Regions from separate parts of the Mus musculus genome. Here region 2 is linked to region 1. Evidence: chromatin contacts called from public promoter capture Hi-C data. All regions are on one chromosome and are shown on one strand. Each heading gives the region's core, a stretch centred on a gene start, on an enhancer-like site or on the middle of the called end of the contact. The rest is flanking DNA. Distances are from core to core; before and after follow the strand shown. Region 1 overlaps Slc16a10 (solute carrier family 16 (monocarboxylic acid transporters), member 10). Region 2 holds the start of Ddo (D-aspartate oxidase).

Evidence for each region. Promoter capture Hi-C pulls out the DNA fragments that hold promoters and counts their contacts.
Region 2: a contact with region 1 is called in a promoter capture Hi-C map of pre-B cells, with 3 times the contacts expected there. The contact joins the promoter of Ddo here to the enhancer-like site in region 1. A contact is called at or near these places in 4 of 39 promoter capture datasets (the 3T3-L1 cell line, frontonasal cranial neural crest, hippocampal neurons and 1 more) and 1 of 9 other capture datasets (embryonic stem cells).

What each region holds. Positions count from the first base shown.
Region 1 is chr10:40,075,809-40,080,533 of GRCm38.p6, forward strand. It overlaps Slc16a10 (solute carrier family 16 (monocarboxylic acid transporters), member 10), which reads right to left. Exons shown (of 6, transcript NM_001114332.1): 3 at 756-1,209. Among named protein-coding and RNA genes, the nearest start is that of Gm25613, 31 kb to the right of the region's middle. Within about 2 kb of position 1,688, at least 49 of the 459 cell types and tissues checked have an H3K27ac peak or open chromatin away from gene starts, as enhancers often do.
Region 2 is chr10:40,628,509-40,633,021 of GRCm38.p6, forward strand. Ddo (D-aspartate oxidase) reads left to right here and starts at 1,503. Exons shown (of 5, transcript NM_027442.5): 1 at 1,503-1,583; 2 at 3,098-3,272; 3 at 4,430-4,513. The coding sequence starts at 3,101.

The DNA of each region.
Region 1 (4,725 bases), core at 438-2,937:
AGTATAAACAGGATGAATGTTGACATTGAAGAAAACGACAGAAAAGGCTTGAGCACTTGAAATCCTAATTTCCCATAAAATTTTAAGGCTTTTCTCTCATTGAAATTTTCCCTGTCATTTCTCAAATACTTCTCTGATGAGAATTCTCGTGTTTTCCAGAAATATCTCACAAATAGATACAATGTTTCTTTGTATTAGTCACTGTCATTTTGTTAACTACGTAATTTCTGCATCCATCTGTTCAAAATTATTAATATTAACAAGGTCATTACACTCAATTGATCCCTGAATGAGATCAGCAAGCTCCTTCTGGAAGTGATCGATCAGACCTTTTTGCTACATTTCTTTCCTGGGGGAATGGGTGGTGGAGGGGCTCCTAGCTGCAGCAGTGAAGGCTGGAGGATGGCCCTCAGGAGCTGGCTCTCGCCTCCCACTGTGGGAGCTGCCAGACATCAAACTCAGGCTGTCAGGCTTGGCAGCATCTTACCCATTTCACATATCTTACCTTGATATAATTCATTCCAAGATTTTAGTTCCCCTTTTAAAAAACTGCGTTTGCTTGGGATTTTTAAAATGCTGAAGCACACCATTAGACCCTTTGTTTGATTGTCTGATGGGGGAACTGCTCTTGTTTGAAAAACCTTTCATTCTCAGAGTCTGGGGGCAGGCTTCCTGACATGTCTTGCTCATCTGGATAGATCTCCCTTGTGACCCGATGATATTTATTACAAACAGAGCCAAAGATGCATACTTACCAAGTGAACGTAAGGCACAAAGTAGCCAAAAAGTGCAAGTGGTATCCCAGCAGCCCACACTGCATAGGTTGTCTCCTTGAAGAGGGCAAAGTTAAAGACTTTTTTTGGAGGACTAAGCTTTCTCCTGGAGAAGAATGAGCTTCTGCTGCCCCCACTCTCTTTCTCTTTGGTGCTGGGAACAAGAGGTCGGTAGGTAAAGCCAGCCAGAAAGAGAACAAACATGAAGATGCAGAGGATCCGCAGCGTGTTAAAGAGCTTCACACTGCTGATTAGATTTCCTAACAGCAAAGGGAGCAGGATTGTGAAGACGCTGCTGCCGGCCGTGACGATGCCGTTGACTAGTCCAAGGCGCTTCTTGAAGTAGTGTCCCAAAATGACCAGTGACGGCTGGTAGGCAAAGGAGCAGCCGCAGGCAAATATGATTCCATAGGTGAGGTACAGAGGCTCGATGGAGCTGTGTAAAGATGAAAAAGACAGAACAGAGCTTTAATCTTTTCTTAATGGTGCTTGGTAAAAGAAAGTCTCAGAGAGAGGCTGGAGAGAGGCCTCAGCTGTTAGGAGCATCTGCTGCTCTAGCAGAGGACTTGGACTCAGTTCCCAGACCCCACATGGCAGCTCATGATCCCATAACTCCACCTCAGAGGCATCAAAGATAGCCTCTTCTGGCCTCTGTGGACACTAGCCATGCACAGGGTGAATATACATATCTGCAGCTAAACACTCATACACATGGAATATGGAGCAAATCTTTAAAGGAATTCCCTTAGCAAAAACAGATCTTGTCAATGTTCTCTGAAAATAAAAATCAAAAATGGAGAAAAGCCTAATAAATCAAGAATACAGCAGTAAAATATTTCACTTAATCTGAATGTCTGAAAACTGACCATTAAGGTCATCAGTGCCTTGTCCCCTGTTCCCTGCCAAGGACTTCTACTGAACCATATACAGCATTGAGTAAGAACTGTGCTCTGCACAGCTCAGAAAAGAGCTGCCAGGAACGGACAATAAAATCTTCCTCAATAATACTTTTAAATTACATTTCAACTGTGTACACTCATTATTTTTATGGCACATCCCAGGTGCTTACTAAGCAATATACACCAAGAAAAGACTATGTTTGGTACTGTCTTCCAGTGTTTTGTCAAGAACATTTGCATTGAAGAGCAGCTGGACTCCTCCCACCCGCACTGGCCCAGGGCTGCCAACCAACCTTTGCCCTGTATTGCGCTGTTCCTGTATTGCATTGTGCAAGATAAGAAGAAGTGACATCCCGATTGCACTAAGACTTAACTAAGTGTGCCCAGCAGTGATTTCAGTCTGCAGACTTTTATAGTAAGCTCTTATGTCTCAAAAGAATAGTAAAGGATATAAGAATGTTTAATTTAATCAAATAACTACATTTCTTAGGACAGTGAAGGGATATGTGCTTTGAAATAATTTAGGTAAGGACTAAAGGAAATCAAGTGAAAAGTTGCCATCTTTTCTTTCTTTTTGCAAAGTCAATTCAAAAGGCGACTTATCAGTAGTAAAACCAACTAAGAAAGATAAAGCTGGTTAATAATTAAATTTTGAACAATAATGCTCACTTACCAGCATACTGAGGTATCACATGGACTCGGATCTGATCAAATGAAGGCACGCTGGCAATCCTGAGAAGCCCTTCCCCCGCCCCATTCGTTCACACCCAGCTCTGCCACCGTTAAGAGTCACTTCTGGACCTTTCCAGATTAATCTCACCTCACTCTGATGACTACTAACCAAATCTCTACTCTTGACTCAAAAGACACAATAAACAGAAACTTGGTTGAAAAGTGTTTGTGGCTTCAAGTTAGTCACGGCCTGCTTAAAGAAATACTTTTATCTCTATCCCAGTAAGAATCGTACAGAACAAGTAACGGTTCACTTTAAAAGTATATCTTAATTACTACTACTGCATTTGTGTGTATGGATGCTTCGCCTGCGTGCACATCGTCCTCCATGTGTGCCTGGTACTTATGAGGCCAGAAGAGTGACTGAATCCCCTGGGACTGGAGTTATAGACAGTTATGAGCTACTATGCGGCTGTTGGACGTCAAACCCAGGTCCTCTGCAAGAACAGCCAATGTCCTCAATCACTGAGGTATCTCTCCAGCCCCTGCTTCATTCTTTTTGGTTGGAGGGGGAAGTTGCCTGTTTTGTTTTTAGACAAAGTCTCTCACCGTATGGCAGAGATTAGCCTCGAGTTCCCAATGCTTCATTCTGTATGAAATTTTCCACATAAGCAGTTTTCCAAAATAATTGCAAGTTCTTGAATTCTCAAAAATCAAAACAATTTTAAAGAAAAGGTAAAATCTATTGTGCATTTCTCTGCCTCCCTCAAAACATATATTAGAAGCAGTATTGATAGCATTATTATCACAAATATCAAGTGCTAGAGGAACTTCACAATACGGAGATGATGAAGCCAGATGGGCATGTGCATATAGCAGAAGCAGTCTTTGGAGAATGAGTTGAAATCTCATGCACTTACTGAGATTGGCCTCGCATCTTCTTGTGAACCTTTGTGTCACTGTTCTCCTAGAACCTCTGTCACTCATGTCTGTCCTCAGGACAAACAGCTGCTTTCAGTGGTTGAGATTGGACATCTAACTGTAGTGTAAGTCAGTACGATTACAAGGACTCAGAGCCAGGACACTGCTGTGACCAGTGTGCTAGAGAAGGCTCCCTAGAAGGCAGAAGAAGAGTCACAGGAAAAGTGGACCTGCCACCTGACACTGGTAGCTTACACTCTCTCTGTGACACTCTGTGATGGTCTGACAGCCTTTCACTATCAGGTTAAACAACGAAACTGAGTCATGCGAGGATATTACATATATCAAGGTCAATGTGGTCTCTGGAAATGCTTCTCCTGGGCTTTGAGATATGGAGACAGAAGAAGGAGAGGCACACACTGGTTACAATATCCAGCTGGAGAGCAGGCTCTGAGCCTTTCCTCCTAGCAGTCTCTCCAAGCCCTCAGGAGAGGCAAAGCTATAGGTCCAGTACATGAGTACCTACAGAATCTCAAACAAACTTTCCTTTTTATACAGGAGGTTTAGAAGCCCTCAGAAAGGCTCTTTAAAGATGAAAACCTTCTTATGCTGCTAATAAGTATAATTTGAAGGAACCTGAGTAGAATTTGAAGGGAAAAGTACAAATGCTAGCTGCTTGCTTAGACTGAGGAAGAGCTGTGTGTGTACGGAGTGACATGAGAAGCTAAGCATGCCTCTGAATAAATAAGAAGAAACTTAGAAAGCAGGGCAACTCTACAAGCTGGATTCCTTCTGACTGCCACCAAGGACTACATCATGGTTTTCAACTAAGGAACACGAGGGTAGGCATGGGGGAGAGGCAAGATAAGCCCCAGCTGGAGAATGGTCTTTGGGCTTCTCCTTGCTAATGGCCCCTGCTACCAACCAGTGTGGCAGAGTACACCAGTGTTCCTCTAACTGAAATTCTCAGAGCCACAAAGAGAACTGAGGACAAGAGCTCTGAACATCACAGCGTGTCCTGTCATTAGTGTCTTTGGAGGCCTGCATCTTTTCTTCTAATAGATGTAGTTTATGACATTAAGTTTTCAAGAATATTTAACCACCTCATTTTGTCATGATATTAAAATGTTTTAATATTTTTAAATTTTTATTATTTTTATTATTTTCTTAAACCATAGACTGGAATTCTCTATCTGGGTTGGCACTGATTTAAAAGACCTTATTCTCATCAATAAATTTTCCTATCAAGCTTATTACTTTAAATATCACTTACTCAACCCTTTAGATCTAAGATGGCAGTGACTTTAAACTCAAGCCACAAGTTTAGATAACTCACAAATATAAATAGTTTCCTTTATGGGTTTACATAAATAGATTAAGACAAATGGAAACACATTTTTCTTGGCTCCAGTGAACACATACATCCTGACATCTAAATTGGCCCCTGCAGGCAAATGAAT
Region 2 (4,513 bases), core at 253-2,752, 550 kb after region 1:
GAACCCAGTGTGGGCAACCTAGAACCCCAAATTTGTGGTGGGACCCAAGGCACAGGGCACAACCCGAGGTTTGAGATATGCATCTGACCTTTGATAAGGGGTAAGTCTTAAGACCTGAGCCTCCAACCTGTGGTACCAGATACCATCTTCAGGTAGAAGGTGCCAGAATTGAAAGAGAATCCTGCTGAACCGGATGTGTCTGCTGGAGAGTCTGCTATATTGGTTGCTGGATGTGTGTGGAGAAAGAACCCATTCCCCTAGACACAGAACTGTTCCATTTTCTGTGACTTTGGGATTGTGGACTGAAGGGACAATGCCCTTTCTTTTCCATTTTGACACCCAGACAGCCTTGTATAAAATCGTACCTAGCTGAGCTCACCAGAGGCTCATGGCCACATGCAAAAGGAATCATCTTTCTCTCCTTTTCAGATGGGAAGACAGACTGAGACAGCCTCTGACTTGCTCAAGATAAGATAGTGAGGACCCTGCTTTGACAAAGAGGACCTCTGCTTGGCTGAGAGCATGCATAGGGAGTCTGCTACACAGAATGGCCTTTATCACACAAGAGACCATGGGCTTTTCCACATGTCTTGGAGCCTCGGTTTATATCTGTAGAATAAGGAGGATACGTCTCATTTCACAAGAGAATGGTGTTACGTGGTGATACAGTCATGGCTAAAGCGAAATCTCTTATTAGTATATTAACGTGGTTAATATTATTCTATTAAATATTATCTGGGCTGGAGAAATGGCTCAGCGATTAACACATGTAATTGCCAGCACCTTCATCAGGTGGCGCACCACCACCTATAACTCCAGCTCCAGGACATCTGGTGCCCTCTTCTGGCCTCCATGGGCACTGCGTGCATGTGAGAACAACATGCAATAGACCACAGACCAACAGACCACAGCAATTTAAATGTAAAACAAATCTTTAAGATATATTATAGCTATTGTGATACAACCAATTACGTCTCTAGAATCAAATGACTTTCAGGGAGGTTTAATGTGGGCTTTTCCTACTACTGAGCTGTGTGTGTTTCTGAGGAGGTGACACTCAGCAAATACCAGTTCCCTTCTATAAATATTTGGTTCATCCTAACTTATTTTCTGAATAAATTTTCCATCTGCCACCAGGCCGGCATCTCAGCTATCAACAACTCTGAACAATGCGGCAGGGGAAACGAGTGCTTGGTTCTAGCTGGGACTTTTTGGAAGTCAGACAGACCACCCATTTATTTGCCATGCAAACAAATCAGCCGGAGAAACTCCAGGCTGGTGGCAAGCTGAAGTTCTTGAAAGCCAGACAAAGACAGGTCATAGAGGACGAAACTTCCCCTGCAGGCTTGGCAGAGAGGCAGTTCCACAGAGCTTACACGTGCCTCTCTCCTGGGGAGTCAGAGGCAGACACTGTGGCATGGACCAATGGAGGGTAAGCTTAGAGAGAGTGTCCTTAATAATTTCCCCAATGGGAAGGAGTTTTGTTTTCCCTGTCTCTTAGGAGACCAGGCTAACAGGTCACTGGAAAACAAGTGTTGGTGCCAGGACCTCCGGTGGATACCAGACTGCTTTTTCAGAGACAGGTATTTGAATCCTCACTCTTTGCTCTAGGGTCGTTCTGTATGCACTCTGGGATTTTAGGGGTGTGTCTTGGTGGGGTTGGGGCCAGAGATTGATAGGTCACACTATATCAGGACATGCCCTATGTTTCTGGCTCTCTTTCCACTCCACTGGCAGCTGGTTATTCTTAGCCACAGATTGCTTTTCACCCTAGTGTTAACTTATTAGAGCTGTGGCGCAAGGCTGCTAGATAGGCAACTAGTAAGATCATGGCCGTCTGTCTTCTATTACCTCCTCTGGAAACAAGTCCAGGACCTCCCTCTCCCAGCCTTCCCCACTGGACTGTGTCCTGCTGGGAATCTTCTCTTGTCTTTCTTCAACCCTGGCAGTCTGACATCTCAGCTCACCTGCTCAGAAACGCACACGGCTCAGTTGGAGGAGAAGCGCACATTAAACCTCCCTGAAAAGGCTTCAAGGCTCACGGAGTGGGAGTCAAGTGGAGCTAGGGAGGAGGCAGAGAACCACTCATAGCCAGACCTCATGATGTCTGCCATGGCTAACCTCACCTGGCCTGATGCCCTGTTCACTGCCTGTTGCAAGAAGGGATTGTACCAGGGGTGGGTGGGATTTAGGCTAACAACACAAGCAGCTGGCTGAGAGAACTTTACCCCTAAGGAATGGCTATAACTAACTGGAATAATTACGTTTTGTCCACTCTCCTTAATCTGGAATTGAGCCAGATAGAGGGAGTTGGGCATGGAGCACACATAGTAAGACAAAGAAGTGAAGGCGGGCAGGAGGCTGACAGGTCAGCACCAAGTAACAGATTCCTGCTGCCTCTGCGGAGAGCGTGGAGGACACTGACATCTTTGCCCCTCTCTCTACCTTCCACACAAGATGTCAGCCTTGGGGTGCCTGGCGCAGGCGCCTGGTATCTACATTTTCCCTACATCCTCCCACAGGGGATCTATTTGGGAGACAGCCTCAGCGGCCTGCCGTTTACTACTCAAAGAGGCTAATAAGAATTCATTTGGTGCTGTCTTCAGGTGAAGGCACAGAGGCTAAAGGACCGCGGCCATTTCTTCCTGTTATGCAATCATCTGTGGCAGCCAGACATGACCTCTGTGTCTGCTCCCTAGAGTCCCGGGAGCAGAAGTCACAGCTCGGCTGCTTCCCAGGACTAGCTTACCTCCTCAGCAGTCCCTAGAATGTGCCCATAGGGAAAAAGTTAGGCAAGGGCACTATGACTAGAATTCTACCCCCGAATGCCATGTGATTAGTGCTGGTGAGCACGGCAGGCAAACCTAGGCTGATTCTGTTTTGGTAGCAATTGCCCGTAGAGAGACCTCGAAGTTCGCACTGTTATTTATGGAATGAGAGCTTAAAAGGTTGCTGGGCTGGGTCCTGGGGACCCTTTTTCGGAAGGAAGTTTTACTCTGAGAGGCTGCCTGATGTAAGGAAAGAACTTTAGGGTCAGATTTCATCCGGGGAGAATAATGCCCTAAGCAAGGTGGTCCATTTGCGTTTTCCTCCTTAGGCCATGGACACAGTGTGTATTGCGGTCGTTGGAGCTGGCGTGATAGGGCTGTCTACTGCAGCATGCATTTCCCAACTGGTTCCCGGATGCACCGTCACTGTCATCTCAGACAGGTTCACTCCTGATACCACCAGTAATGTAGCGGCTGGGATGCTTATTCCTCACACGTGTGCAGGTGAGAGACGGTACATTTGCAAGATGCTAATTTCACACCGGCCACCAATAGGCATGAGTGATCCTGAAGATGGCCTGGTGTCTCCCAGTCATCTGAGAGTTCCTCCAAACACGAACCTCCACTCTCTCTGTGGCTGAGTGCCTTGGTCTCCTGGATCAGCTGCATTTTCTTTCTGCTGTTGTTAGATGAAGGCTTTGATTCGGTCCCCACATTTCTTCCTTAGACATGATTCAGATCAAATACTTTCTACTCCTATGCCTATCCAGCGGCAGGCTCTTGTGAGGATTAAATGAGCTAATCACAAAGTTCAGAACAGTGCCCTGCACAGAATCAGCCCTCTATCAGCATTTGCAATTACTCCTGCCTCTCTGGCTACCAGTTTTGCTTGACCAGCACTTGAATATGAATTAGGTCACAAAGCTTGCTCGATCCACAGTTGAATTGGAACTGTCTGTTATTTGGGGATGATTGCTGTAGCGTGTGGCTCTTGGCCACTAGTCTGTTGTTTTTAGGTTCAGGGGCAGGAACATGGACATGCATATTAAATCAGCTCTCCACACTGACATAGGTCCTTGGCTGACAGTCCATTGAGGTCTACTGTAATCATGCAATACAGCTATCATTTCTTCTTTATCTCTAAACAAGCAGCCTATCTGAAAGTTATCGAGAGAGTATGGCACTCACATGGGTATACTTTTAATTGATGTCAATGCTTAGTCAGTATTATGGAAATATTTATTGATTCTATAACCAGTGCTTTATTTAAAAGTCTTGTTACTAATATATCCATATTGACCTAGGGTCCCTGCTTGTCACCTATTGTGCTTCCAACCCTCTTATAAAGAGCCTCTCAGGTCTTTCTATTGTCCCAGAAATAAGCCTGGCTGGATTTCCCAGTCATACACCCATTCCTTCTCAGGATGGCATTTTAGGATTATACCTTGTACCAAAGACAAGTTTCTGGCCCCTACGTCTTTTACTTTGCCTAGCCTGTTCCCACTCCATCAGTAGATCATTACAAGAGTGAGTCAGACACATCAGCATGTAAAATTCTGGGAATTCTGTCAAAATGTTCCTCCCTGAGTATCTTTGTGGCAGAAGCATGGTTGCAACCATTCCCTTCATTCCAGCCTTTGCTTTTCTCCATGACCTCTCAGATACCCCGGTACCCACACAGAAGCGATGGTTTAGAGAGACCTTCGAGCATCTTTCTGAAATCGCCAAGTCTGCAGAGGCTGCAG